Regions from separate parts of the Arachis hypogaea genome. Here region 1 is linked to region 2. The links are chromatin contacts, called in public Hi-C maps. All regions are on one chromosome and are shown on one strand. The core of a region is the stretch at or near the end of the contact, and the rest is flanking DNA. Distances in the headings are between cores, read along the strand shown. Region 1 holds the start of LOC112727082 (small ribosomal subunit protein uS10y). Region 2 has its middle 34 kb from the start of LOC112731865.

The links. A called contact is a pair of places that touch in the nucleus more often than the background predicts.
Region 1: a Hi-C map of an unstated tissue shows a contact between it and region 2, with 2.1 times the contacts expected there. The contact joins the promoter of LOC112727082 here to the enhancer-like site in region 2. A contact is called at or near these places in 2 of 8 Hi-C or Micro-C datasets (leaf and an unstated tissue).

Annotation. Positions count from the first base shown.
Region 1 is chr12:20,152,080-20,158,454 of arahy.Tifrunner.gnm2.J5K5, forward strand. It overlaps LOC112727082 (small ribosomal subunit protein uS10y), which reads right to left and starts at 3,983. Exons shown (of 3, transcript XM_025776700.3): 1 at 3,690-3,983; 2 at 3,478-3,591; 3 at 2,271-2,751. The coding sequence starts at 3,801. The coding sequence ends at 2,609.
Region 2 is chr12:20,005,420-20,011,880 of arahy.Tifrunner.gnm2.J5K5, forward strand. No RefSeq gene overlaps it. Among protein-coding and RNA genes, the nearest start is that of LOC112731865, 34 kb to the left of the region's middle. Within about 2 kb of position 1,907, at least 1 of the 3 cell types and tissues checked has open chromatin away from gene starts, as enhancers often do.

The DNA of each region.
Region 1 (6,375 bases), core at 2,733-5,232, 150 kb after region 2:
ACAATAAACATGTAAAATCAGTAGACATAATCCAAACATGTTAAATACCAAATATATTAAAATCTAAACACATTAAATACAGTGGGAGTGGCTGCACTTGGAAAAGAAGTGCTTCCAACACAGGTAAGGTGAGGTTTGAGAAAGCTCTGCTAGGATTTACTCCATAGGGTGAGAAAATCGCTACTAGTGTTAGAGTTACTGGGTGAAAAACTCAAAATCATTAAAAGGCATATATATTTTTTAAATTTTTATTTTTTTATTTAATTAATATATGTTGGATTCACGAGTTAGTTTAGATTCCGCAACCCCAAAACCGTTATCCGAACCAATTATTAGAGAGGCATTAGTTTGGTTTGGGTCGGACCTGATTACCCGTTGGTTCCAGAACTAATTTAATTAATTCGGTTCGGGTTCGAATGGGTAATTGAATACTCTCTACTATGCTCACCCCTACCTTATATATATAATAGATTATTGGCTAGTAACATATTCTTAAATAAAACTCAAATCTCTTATCTTATCAAATTAAAGGATATCATGAAAGAAAAAAAAAAAAAAAAAAACTATACATGCGGATATCCAACAACAAACATTTTGTAAAGATAAAACTCAGCATGTAAGCTGGGATGGGACTCATTACAGTGAAATTGCAAATGAGTGTGTCGTTTCTCAAATCATGACGAAAAAGCACTTTATGAGACCGTGCTTTTAGTCCTTTCTCAAGCACAACCCTTAATTTCACAATATGTAAAGTATCATCATGACTCGATTATGTACTACATCGCTAAAGAAACATCTGCTCGGGAATAGATCGTTAAAATGGCCTAAATTCGAGTAAATAAATGAATTTTCTATTCCATAATCAGGTTTGTTTAAGTGCTTGTTTGGACGCTATTATTTTGATAAAAAAAGATTTTTTTAATAAAAAAATCTTTTTTTTTAATTTTTAACATGTTTGACAAATTTCTAGTAGTAAAAATAAAAATATTAGAAAAATAAAAAAAATATCTTTTTTGAGAAGTTATAATTTATATCTTTTTTTAAAAGATATTTTTTCCTTAAAAAAAGATATTTTTTATGTAATAAATAAACAAAAAAGTACTTTTATATCGTTATACTCAAACATAATTGATAGATAAAAAAAATTTTTTTGTATGAAATACCTAACCATAAAATTACTTTTACTTTTCTATAAGATCTTTTAAAAAAAGATAACTCGAAAAAAATCTTTTTTTTAAAACTCACTTAAACAAGTCTTAAATTTTGAATTAAATAAATTCAGCTATTTAATCAAAAAGAAAAGTGAATTAAATAGGTCATCTCGCCGATTAAACACAGCCCATTATTTTTAAAAAATAGCATTTTTTTCAATATTTCTACTGATCCAATACAAAGATTCAACTCGATAAAAAATCCTGTGCTTACCCCAAAAATGTCTCTTGTTTGTTCAAAAAAATTTCCGAAAAAATAAACAGGTACACCTATAACCAACTTGAATTGGTTAAGTGGTCAACTCACTCAGCAAGTAATTGGAAGTTTGAATCCCGCTCATTCAGCAAATATTAGGAGTTCGAATCCCACCTTGTGCATGCAATAATTTATTGAACAACAACCACAGACCTTTAAATAAAATTCAAATTCATATCAGAGTATTTTTGGCTTGTCCGTATTCAAATTCATATCAGAGTATTTTTGGCTTGTCCGTGTTGGGGAATACCGTAACTAACAAAAAAGCCTTTTTTTTTTTTTATCAGAGTGAGAGATTAGGGATTTTGTAACATCATAGATAGATAGCACTTTCAGTATCAGAGTGTGGCTCAAGAACCCTAACCCTAAAAAAAAAAAGCCTATTTAACTAGTCAAATTAGACATCAATGGTCCCAACTTCAAAACTAAAATCCGTAAACAAAAAAAAAAAAGATAATAGACCAGCCCATATAGTGGCCCATTTGACAACCTTAGAATAGTCACTCTTATGAATAACGTGCATTGAACATTTAAGATTGGTGGTTAACACTTGACAGGGTAAAATAGCCTAAAAATGACTTAAAAGCATCCCTAAAATAGTCGGAAAATATATATCACATAGTCCAACAAATAGAACACATGATCTATCACACGTTGTACTCTTCAATTACTCATAACTTCTAATAGAAAATAAAATAAGTAGCCATAATTTTTCATCTTGATCCTTTTTTCCTCTTTTCATTCTTTTCATTAATGAAATGAACTTGATTTCTTTTTTTTCTTTTTCAAATGGCCCGCAAAAATAAATGAAATGTCGTCTAAGTCCTCATAAATTTACGGTGTCCAACAAAATGGTGCATTCTGTCAGACCTAAATCTTTCATGAGTATAAATTACATTTTCTTTTGCAAGAGTAAGACTTAAAAATTTGTTGTAGAAGAACAAAAAGGGGGATTAAGTACGAGTACAATATGCTATGACATGAAAGCAAATACTCAACATGTATGTAACCCTAAACCATATGAAGCATGATGTTTAACTTTTTCATTCACCGATGTCCAAAAACCATAAGAACTAAAGAAAAAAGATAAATAACTAAGCAAGCACAACAAAATTAATGTCTTTAATCTTCAAAACTGAGATCAAGCATCTGCAATTGTGACCTCAACCTCAACACCAGGCTCGATTGTGATTGAAGTAATCTGCTTAACAACATCAGGGGAACTGTAGAGGTCGATGACCCTCTTGTGAACACGTAGTTCGAATCTGTCCCAGGTGTTGGTACCTGAAATCAAAGGTAGGGACAACAATGGATACTGCTCTTTCAACAATAATATAACAACAAAGTTAATTCAAACACTTAAGTCAGCCCACACTACTACAATACAGTAAATACTTCCATAGCTGGTGTCCTCCGAGACAGATCACAAAACAGAACATTTCGCATTGATCAAACTCCTCTAAGGTAAGGGAGTCGATAAAATGAGAACACACTTCCATAGCCGGTGTTCTCCTAGACGGAGACCACAAAACACATCATTTTGCGTTGATCAGACTGCTCTAAATATGGGAGTCGACAAAATGAGAACGGACTCTAATCACCTTGGATAGTAGTAGGCTTGCACATGATGGAAGTTGTAAATTCAGTGTAATTAGATTCTCACTTTTTTTACTATATCAATCTTCGTCCACTATGTCTACACTCCTATGGTATAAGACGACTTGACATCCGTATAAAAAAACATAGAATCTGTATTTGACTATTTGCTAATTCTCCTTCAAAGAGTGGAAATTATTCCAATTTCTCCGTTAACACAGAAAAATCTCTATCAAAATCAACTCAAAATAAAAATTTAAAAACCAATTTCCATCCTATAACTAATAATCCGAGAAGACTAAATCAGAGATCTTCAATGTACAACACCACAGTATATTATAACCAAACTTTATATAAAGAAACTGAAACTCAGAATTCCAATCAAATAGAAGGATCAAAACACAATTGAAGTACCTTCACCACAGGGGGATTTCCTGGTAGTGATGTGAAGAACCTTAGTTGGCATCCTCACAGGTCCCTTCACCCTGAGGCGCTTGTCCTTCGCACCACGAACCAAGTCAGAACAAACTGCAAAAACAAACGCGAACAGATCCAAAAGCTATTAGCCAGTGCAACAACGAATTCACCTTTTTAATTTTCATGGAAGAAATTGAGTTGTTATGCACCTTTCTCGAGATTTTTGACGTGCTTGGAGGAAAGAGTGATCCTGATCTTGTGGATCTGTTCTTGTGACTCCTCCAAACCGGTTTTCGTAGGTTTCATAGCTGCGTACGCCATTGCCGCGGAAGAACAAGAGCTCGCGAAGGAGAGAGTTGTGCTGCGGCGTAGTGCTAATGTAGAAACCTTATTGGGGGTTAGGGTTAGGGTTTACTCTCGTTCACGTATTTATAGACAACCCAAGCAAAATTAAATAAATCAATCAGATAGACCCAAGGTTTTGAAAAATTGAAAGCAAACCCGTTATTGGCCTGAGAAAATTAAAGATTTAAATATTTAAAAATTCAATTGAAATTAAATTGGATATAAAAAATAATATTTTTATTTTTTATAAAATCTATTTTATTATGTTAATATTACTAGTTTTTATGTTTTTCCAATTTTCTATAATATATTTTTCTGTTAAATATAATTTATTATAAAAAATTAATTTTGTTAGTAGGTTTTATGTTTTAACTAATTTTCTTAAAAAATGTCGGATAAAATTCACCCTTTTTTTATCCGATTTTATAATACTAATAATAATATATTATTATTATTATAGAAAAATAAGTGAAGTGAACTTGTAAAATATAATAATTATCAAAGAGCAAATAAAACCTGTGATTGCTTTTGATGCAGAATGCATGAAGAGTAAGCTCTTCTTTTTAAATTAACGGAGAGGAAAATCGACCATTCGATTTTTTTATTACAAAAGATAAAAATAAATTGAACTATCCGATTTGTTTGATGCAGGGAATTTTTAAAATTTTAGAAGATTAAATCGGACATTTTATTTTGAAGGAATATAAATTAAACTATTTAATTTATATAATTAAAAAAACTTGAAATGTTAATAACTAAATCGGACCATTTTTTATTGTTCGGTTATATATATTTTACACGTCTTTCTTATTTTAATTGACAGAATTTTATTTTTTTTCTGTCAAACAGCTCAAAAAACTCTCTTTCTGCTCTCTTTTTTTATCGAAAAAATAATAGTGAGGTTGAATATTTTAAATGTAAATAAAAAAAATGATAGAATTATGTTAAGAGTATATTATTATGATCAGATTTTGTTACAAACATTTAAAAGAGTGAAATTTATATGTAAAAATCTATTAGGTATTGTTATTCCATTTACACTCTCGTTTAAAGAACTAAAAAATGTTATTTGTGAGAATATAGATTCTGAAATATCAAGGAGAGTGTTATGTATTTTATACAAGTATCATATATCAATATTTTGTGGGTTCGTTCAATTTCAAACTAAATATGTAACCGATGAAGCGAATATGTAAGAGATGTTTTCAATGTACATTGAAACTCGCTCTCAGATGTCGTTCATCAAGCTGTATATTAAGTTTAAACAATCTGAAGCTGACTGAAATATTGAATGAGAAAATTACAATAGCAATATTGAGGAGAAGTTTGAAAGCAACTACAAAGTCAATGATCTGGGTGAAGACGAAGATCAAGCTAACGGCACTATGAAGATAGATGTGACGAAAGTGACAAATGCCCTAACAAACCAGCATTCATTTAAGGAGTCATCTTTTATGCGCACATTGGATTTAGAAAACATGGATGTACCAAAATTTTTTGAATATATGAGTGCAGTTATGTATAAAGATATTTGTATGATAGATTAATATTATAGATTCAATTAATTTAAAGTAATATAAGAAAAAAAATTGTCATTATATATATTGTAGATCGATTTAAAATGTATGTGATTTGTAAAATATAATTTATTAAATAATATTTGATTAGTTATTCATTTAATTAAAGTATAGGCTAATCACCTCGCTAGGTTTAGATAACTTTTTACTTAAAGTTTAGATAATTACTTTATTAAGGATAAATATATATTTATTTTTAATTTATTTTATATATATATATATATAAAATAAATTAAAAATAAATATATATTTATATTTATGTTAATATATTAAATATATATTTATATTTACATCAGTTTATTAAATATTTATTTATAATGTATAATTGTTAATTGATATTAGAAATATAAATTCAAATTTATAATTTATAGATAGATTTTAATTTTAAAAAATATATTTAATAGTTTTTTATTAAATATATATGTCGTGGTGTTATTGTGGTAGAGCCTCTTTCTTTGGTTCGCCATGGAAATGGAATTCAGTTTCAGGAAGGTTGTCATTACGACGATGAAAGATTATACCATACACAGAGGTGTTGATTATCGGGTATATGAGTCAAAACCAATGACATTTTATGCCAAATACACATAATACGGCACAAATTTTGATTGGCTGATTAAGGTTAGCCAGATGCACAGGAAGTACTATTGGAATATTAGGAGATATAATGGTAGTCACACTTGTACTAGAGCCACTATTTTTTAGGACTATTCGAAATTGAATTCCAACATAATTGTAGAAGCAATAAAATCGTTGGTAGAGGTTGACCCCTCTATAAAGGTGAAATCAGTCATTGTAGAAGTATAATCATAGTTTAATTACACCATAAGTTATCACAAAGCATGGTTAGCAAAGCGACAGACAGTGAAAAATTTTTTTGGAGGTTGGAAAGCTTCGTTTGAAGTTTTGCTCATATAGTTTGAGGCCGTGTCACAAGGAGCCATCATCAGCCATCCATTTTGAAACATGCGTG
Region 2 (6,461 bases), core at 657-3,156:
AATTTTTTTCTTAATCAAAAACAAAGTCATCGGTCAAAATACTAAAAAATCACATTCTCAGTTCTTATTATTTTGGAGTGTTTAATATCAGCAATATCTGCAATAAAATAAATAACAATATAAAATAATAAACCGTCAAAAATATGATATCCAAATTATAAAGTACGATCTTGATTTTTATTAGCACAATGAAAATTTCTTTAATTATTATACTATAATTTTATTTTGGTATGTTTTACAATGCTTACAAAATGTATATATATTTAAACTTTAATTTATAAAAGAGTAAGTCCTGTTTTTTAATATTTATATTTAAAGAATTTAGATACAAAATTTATAGATACTATAAAATTGTTCTTTTATTTTTAGCTGGCTTATGTTTTACATCAGCCCATTGGCATATGTTCAACCAAAGTTTTTCATTTAAATATCTATACTTTGAAATACACAATTTTGCCTCCTTTATCTTTAGGTTTTTTTAATCATTCTAGTTTAATCACAAAGAATAAGAAAATCTAAGGCATTACCTCATGCAACCTGCATGCAAATGCTAGCAAAGTGCCGCTTGTCAGACTCCTATACTGCTCTATAAAAAACATTACTTGACAAAGTACATGCTGCAAAAAATATATATATTTTCTTTTCAATACCACAATTTGAACTTGACTTATACCAATTAAATACCATAACAATCCCAGGCAAATAAGGAACCGTTGTAATTGGCACTGCTGCAGGACAATGACAAGGAATAGTCATTAGAATATTCTGTTTGAAGTTGGGAGAATATGATAGTTATAGATTTTCTTTTAACATCAGAAAATTTTCACTTTTTTTTTTGCTTTTTAATTTTTTCTTACAATATCTAAGTGCTATTTTGGTTGTTTTTTCTTTATAAATAGTCTTCACTTAAAATCACTTGAACAATATAAAAGTGTTATTTTGTATATTTACTTGGCAAATAATTTTTTTCAACTATTAAATGTTAACGTTTTCAATTATTAAATGTCAGCTAACTATTACATTTGTCAAAATATTTTTTCATAAATAAATTTATCTTCCGTTGTAAAAAATATACGTGTGTGCACGCAGAAATTAATTTTTAAATTAGTTGGTATAATTTACCAAAATAGCTAGTTAAAGTAATTTACAGGAATATAGGCTAGTCTGTTCGCATATATCGTAGAAGAAAATGCATATTGTTTTTCATGACTTGCAAAGTATAGGGGAAAAAAATACAAAAAGAATCATTTTTTAAAATTTGTCAAAAGCTCAGTGAAACAAATTCCATGAGTTGGAAAGTTTCCATATTTTCTTTTCAAAATAATAAAAACAAAATATTCTATATTCAATTATTAGGTGAAGATTTTAATTTTTATATTTGAACCAGTCTTTAATTAAAATATTTTAAGATAGTAAAATAATAATATCCAATAAACTGATTAAACAGTCATAATAGACTTAAATACCTTCATGTACTGTGTCATTTAGGTATATTCATAGTAAGTTTTTTAACTATTTTTTTAAGTATTTTTTTTTTTTTGTGATATCGTACTTGTGATAATTCTCTATCTATTATCCTTAAATTATGATATAATTTTTATTTAACATAAATTTTTTATTTAATGTGAATTTTGTTGGTGCCAAATTAATATCTACGTCATGATTTTTAAATTCTCTCACTTATTTACAATTGTACAGAGTACAATACAAGTCGGCAAGATACAGATCAATCATCATTTAATTGCAGAATGCAGATATTAATTAATTGATTAAGAAAAACTGAACAATAAGATACATATATTAATAAACTATCACTGTTGCTTGGTTAAATAACTTAGACGGTCGTTCATTTTCCCTACAGTTTGGAATAAACTAACATATATATAGCTAGGCATCACTTTCACCTAAAAGGTTTGTTTAATAGATTATTTAATGATTGATTATTGAAATAATATATTTTTAATCTTTGTGGGGATATGACATCAGTCTTTTATTTCAGAGATGCTAGACGTCTAAACATTTTTTAAACTCAGGTTTTAATTAAATTTTTGCGTTCTTTTTTTTTCAGAGACATATTTTTTTTTTATTATCGTCGTCATCGTATTTTTTTATGCATTTTTTTTGTTGTTATTATTATTACCACTGTCTTCTCCTCTTTCACTTCTTTAATATTATTATTGTTTAATTTTTTTCTCTTCTTTTTTTTACTCTTGATCCTCTATTATTATCATTATTATTATTCTTGTTGTCTTCATCTTCTTCTTTTTTCAACCAATAAAATTCGCTTAGCACATAAATTTTGGTAAATAACATAAAAAATTTTGAAAAATTCAAACATTGACTCACCCAACTAATAAAATATATTTGCAGTAAAAAATTATGTGTTATGTACAAAAATTTATATACTATACCAATGAAATAGCACAACACATTTTGGTGTACGACATAAATTTTTGGAAGACTATATACCCAAAATATTAATTCACCCAACTAATAACAAAAGACATTTGTAGCAAAAATTTGTATACTTTACTAATGAAATACGCAGAACACATAAATTTTGATGTACAATAAAAAAATATTTGTGCATAGCTTAAAATTTTGATATAAAGTATAGAAATTTTTTAAAGACTATAGACATACTTAGAATATTAACTCATCAAACTAACAAAATACATTCGTAAAAAAAATTTGTATGTTATATTTTTAAGTTTGTATTATGTGCAAAATTTTTTGTGCTATATTTCAAAAATTTGTGTGATATATCAATAAATTTTTGTGCTCTCTAACAAAAATTTATTTGCTGTAGAAAACTCAAAAAATAAAGAGTAATGATGTATGTACATGTCTTTTTACTGAATCTTACACCAAATTAATTAAATTTAGTTACAAAAACACTTAAAAATAAACATTATTTTTTTAATTTATCTTTTAAAATTTATATTTAATTTTTATGTATATAATTATACTATTTTTATGCGATATATAATTGAGCCTAAATCTAATAAGAATAACAAACAAATTAATTATGCTTGTTTTGGATCTTCTATTGAAAATTAGAATTGTCCTCAAAGAATACTTGGGACATAAAAGAGAAGCTATCAAAAGTGACAAAAAGCCTACATACATTTGAACCAATTCTTAACTAAATCATGCTTATCTTATTGTTTTTTGTTGGTGAATTACAAAATATCTTAGTAAATTTGTGTTGAATATATAATCTCAAATAATATATTATAGTTGGTGAATACTTATTACATGATAAAAATAAACTAGTTGTGCTATTACGTAAGTTTCTAAATGCAGGTTCAAGAATAAAAACTTTAGTGTAAGGTGTTAAAATTGTTATCTAATTCTTGTTGAAAGAATACAATGCATTATTGGATCATGTTATCTTAAAATTCAATGATATGTGTTTGGTGAGCTGGACAAAAGGAAAGGAGATAACTATATTAGAGTTTAAATTTTGAAAGGAATAGTCTGAAGAATTTGCTCTACCAACTCTGTTGCGTTAATGTTTAATATGCCACAAAAAAAAGTATAACTACTTCAACAATTGAGTAAAAATTGTAAATGATCAAACTGTTAATAGAATTACTTAGTACTAATTAGTCTTTAAAATTATTTTATATATACTTTTGTTAGTTGAGTCTTTTTTTGTTTACATCCAAATTAGGTGCTCCTTGATGATAATTCTAAAGGAAGATAACTGATTTGGTTTGAGATGTCTAAGACTGAGAAATTTTATAGTGTATCTTGGTCTTAACATTATTTATTTTACTAAAACAGTGTCTTTTTTCCACAGTGTAGTGGTTGAGACTTGAGAACTGTAATTACTAATAAAAAAATTTTTTTTTTTTTTGTTGTAAAAATGGGACAAATTCTAAAGAAAGAAAATTAAGCAATTAATCCATGAAAAGAGAAGGATAGAGCATAAATATAAATGATATTCATCAAGGACTGTTGGATAAGAGGAAGGATAACTTTGGATTAATTTATTTAATTGAAGTTTTGCTTATTTTAAATTTGTTAAGAAAAAAATTTTAAATTATGAAAATTTAGGAGAAAAGAATCATAATTCAACTCAAAAGAATTCAATTCCTACATACGTGCATATTCTACAGATATAGAAGAATACGAAGCTCTTGAGTCATATAGCACAATTAAAGTTTTATCCTTGATGCGGCACTTACCTTAAATGAGGGAGTCGAATTTGATAGCATCATCAGTAGTAATGATAAAAACATTTTTTTAGTGTTTGAGTCTAAAGAAATCCGGATGAACTTTTTTCTAACGGTCCCTTGCAATATACCCTTTCTCGCCATAATAATAACATGCATTCGAATTGTACCTACATGGTTTATTGCCGTTATATTTTTCACACTTTGAGCATGCAGAATGTGCTCGACTCTACTAAGGTTGTATCCCTTGATTTTGGTTTTGGTTACCAGTGACGTTACTATTTGACCAAATGGAGATATTAGTACCTTATTGGGATCAATACTATAGTCAATCTATAGTCTTAAAGTTACTACCTCAGGTGCAAAGATCTTATTGAAATTTTTTTTTTTTTGGGTTCCATACGGTTTATTTGTATAATTGTCCACTTCCTTAAGCACTCGTTTGCTAATTGACTCTTATTCACTAACTCTGCAAAGATCTTTATTTTCATCATACCGACCAAGTTGAGAATCTCCTCTCGAAATCTCCTTTATACTTAATGCACTTCTATTCCTTGAAATTTTTTAGAGCTCCTTTATATATCTTGGAGAAATGGCACACATCTATAAATTTGGGTATATATTCTGTTATCAGCATTTTTTTTAAGTTGCATCAGTTCCAACTCTTTTGTAGTGCTAACCAACTGAGAAAAATACTTCTTATGAAAATCTCGTCTAAAATCAACTCAAGTAATCTCACTATGCTTTTCTTGTACTAGGTGTTATACCTCTTGTCATCAATATTGAGCATCCTCTCTTAATATATAAGTCGCAAACTCCACATACTGTTGTTCAGCAATATGTTGAGCTTGTAATGACTTTTCTATATCTTGAAACCAATCATTGGGTTTTGTCGCCATGGTAGCCCCCATGATTTGAGGTGGATTGTTCTTCATATAAGTGGCCAGAGTCATTAGTTTATCGTTTTTGGGTGTACTATTTTTACTAGCACTACCGTTATTATCACCATTTTGACATTCTAAATGATCCACCGCCCAATTAGTAGTAGTAGCTATATCACATATGCCCTAGCTATAGCTATGGTAGTCATAGTCTTTATAAAAAGAAGTTATGCCCTAATTGGATCATAATTCCTACATCCTCTCCGATTAATATACCAATTAGTAGCCATTAAGGTCTTATCCTCAAACACAATTAATATTAAACTGATTAATCTTAATATCTCAAGTTAAGTAAAAATATTTTAAAAATGGGTGCTCAATGATAGTCATTCAAAATGAATCCTAAGGGATATCCTATAGTAAGAAACACAGAATATGCAATAAAGCATGATCAATCTAATTCCCAAATTCTACTAAGGATGAACTGTCCTGATACCAAATTGTAACATCCCGATTTTTAGCACATCATGCTTAAGTCATGATCATGCTAATTGCCTGGGTGCTACCTAATCATTTACCTACAAGACTCTAATATTATATATACATAGACTATGTTGTAGTAGCCTGTTGTTTGTAGTAAGTGTGATCAAGGATGAATGTGGAGTCACAAGATTTATATCAAGGATAACTTTTCTTAGACAATAACTTCAATTTATATAACTTTATTCATTCACAAATTTGAAATAACTGAAATCATAGATAATGCTGCTTAGACTTCACAAACCACAAAGATTTACAGGTAAGACTCTATAACTCAAATATTGTATGCACCATCATAACAAGATACACTTTTATATATAGAATACCTTATAATGCATACATTGCATACTCAACACCCCTGAGTCATAAACTATGATAATCCTTTAGTTTGAAACTCAGATTAGCTAAATCACAAAATCCTACCTCTCAAGCTAAAAGGCTAGCATAAAGGAGAGGGAAAAATAATCTAGTCTTTAACAATCCTCTAGCATGTACATACACGTGCTAGGCTAACTCCAGATAAGTGCATTCCTGCAATTTGGATCCTGGTCTGAGAATGGTTTCGACCATTTAATGAACATCATCATTGATTCCATCTAAAAGGAATAGTGAATGAGAGGGGTGAGATTCTACGGTTCTCCACAGGGTGCACGACACACAAGATTGGCTTAACTATAGCATCTTACGGTGTCTCTAACTTCCTCAAACATTGAAATTTAGTGTGGCTACATTACCATATTTTAGAAGCCATAACAATAAACTCAATATATTGCTGCAACAGTTATCATTAAGAAAACATATATTTACTAACAACACACGTAAATCACAATTTACAACACAAATAAGAATATGCCACATA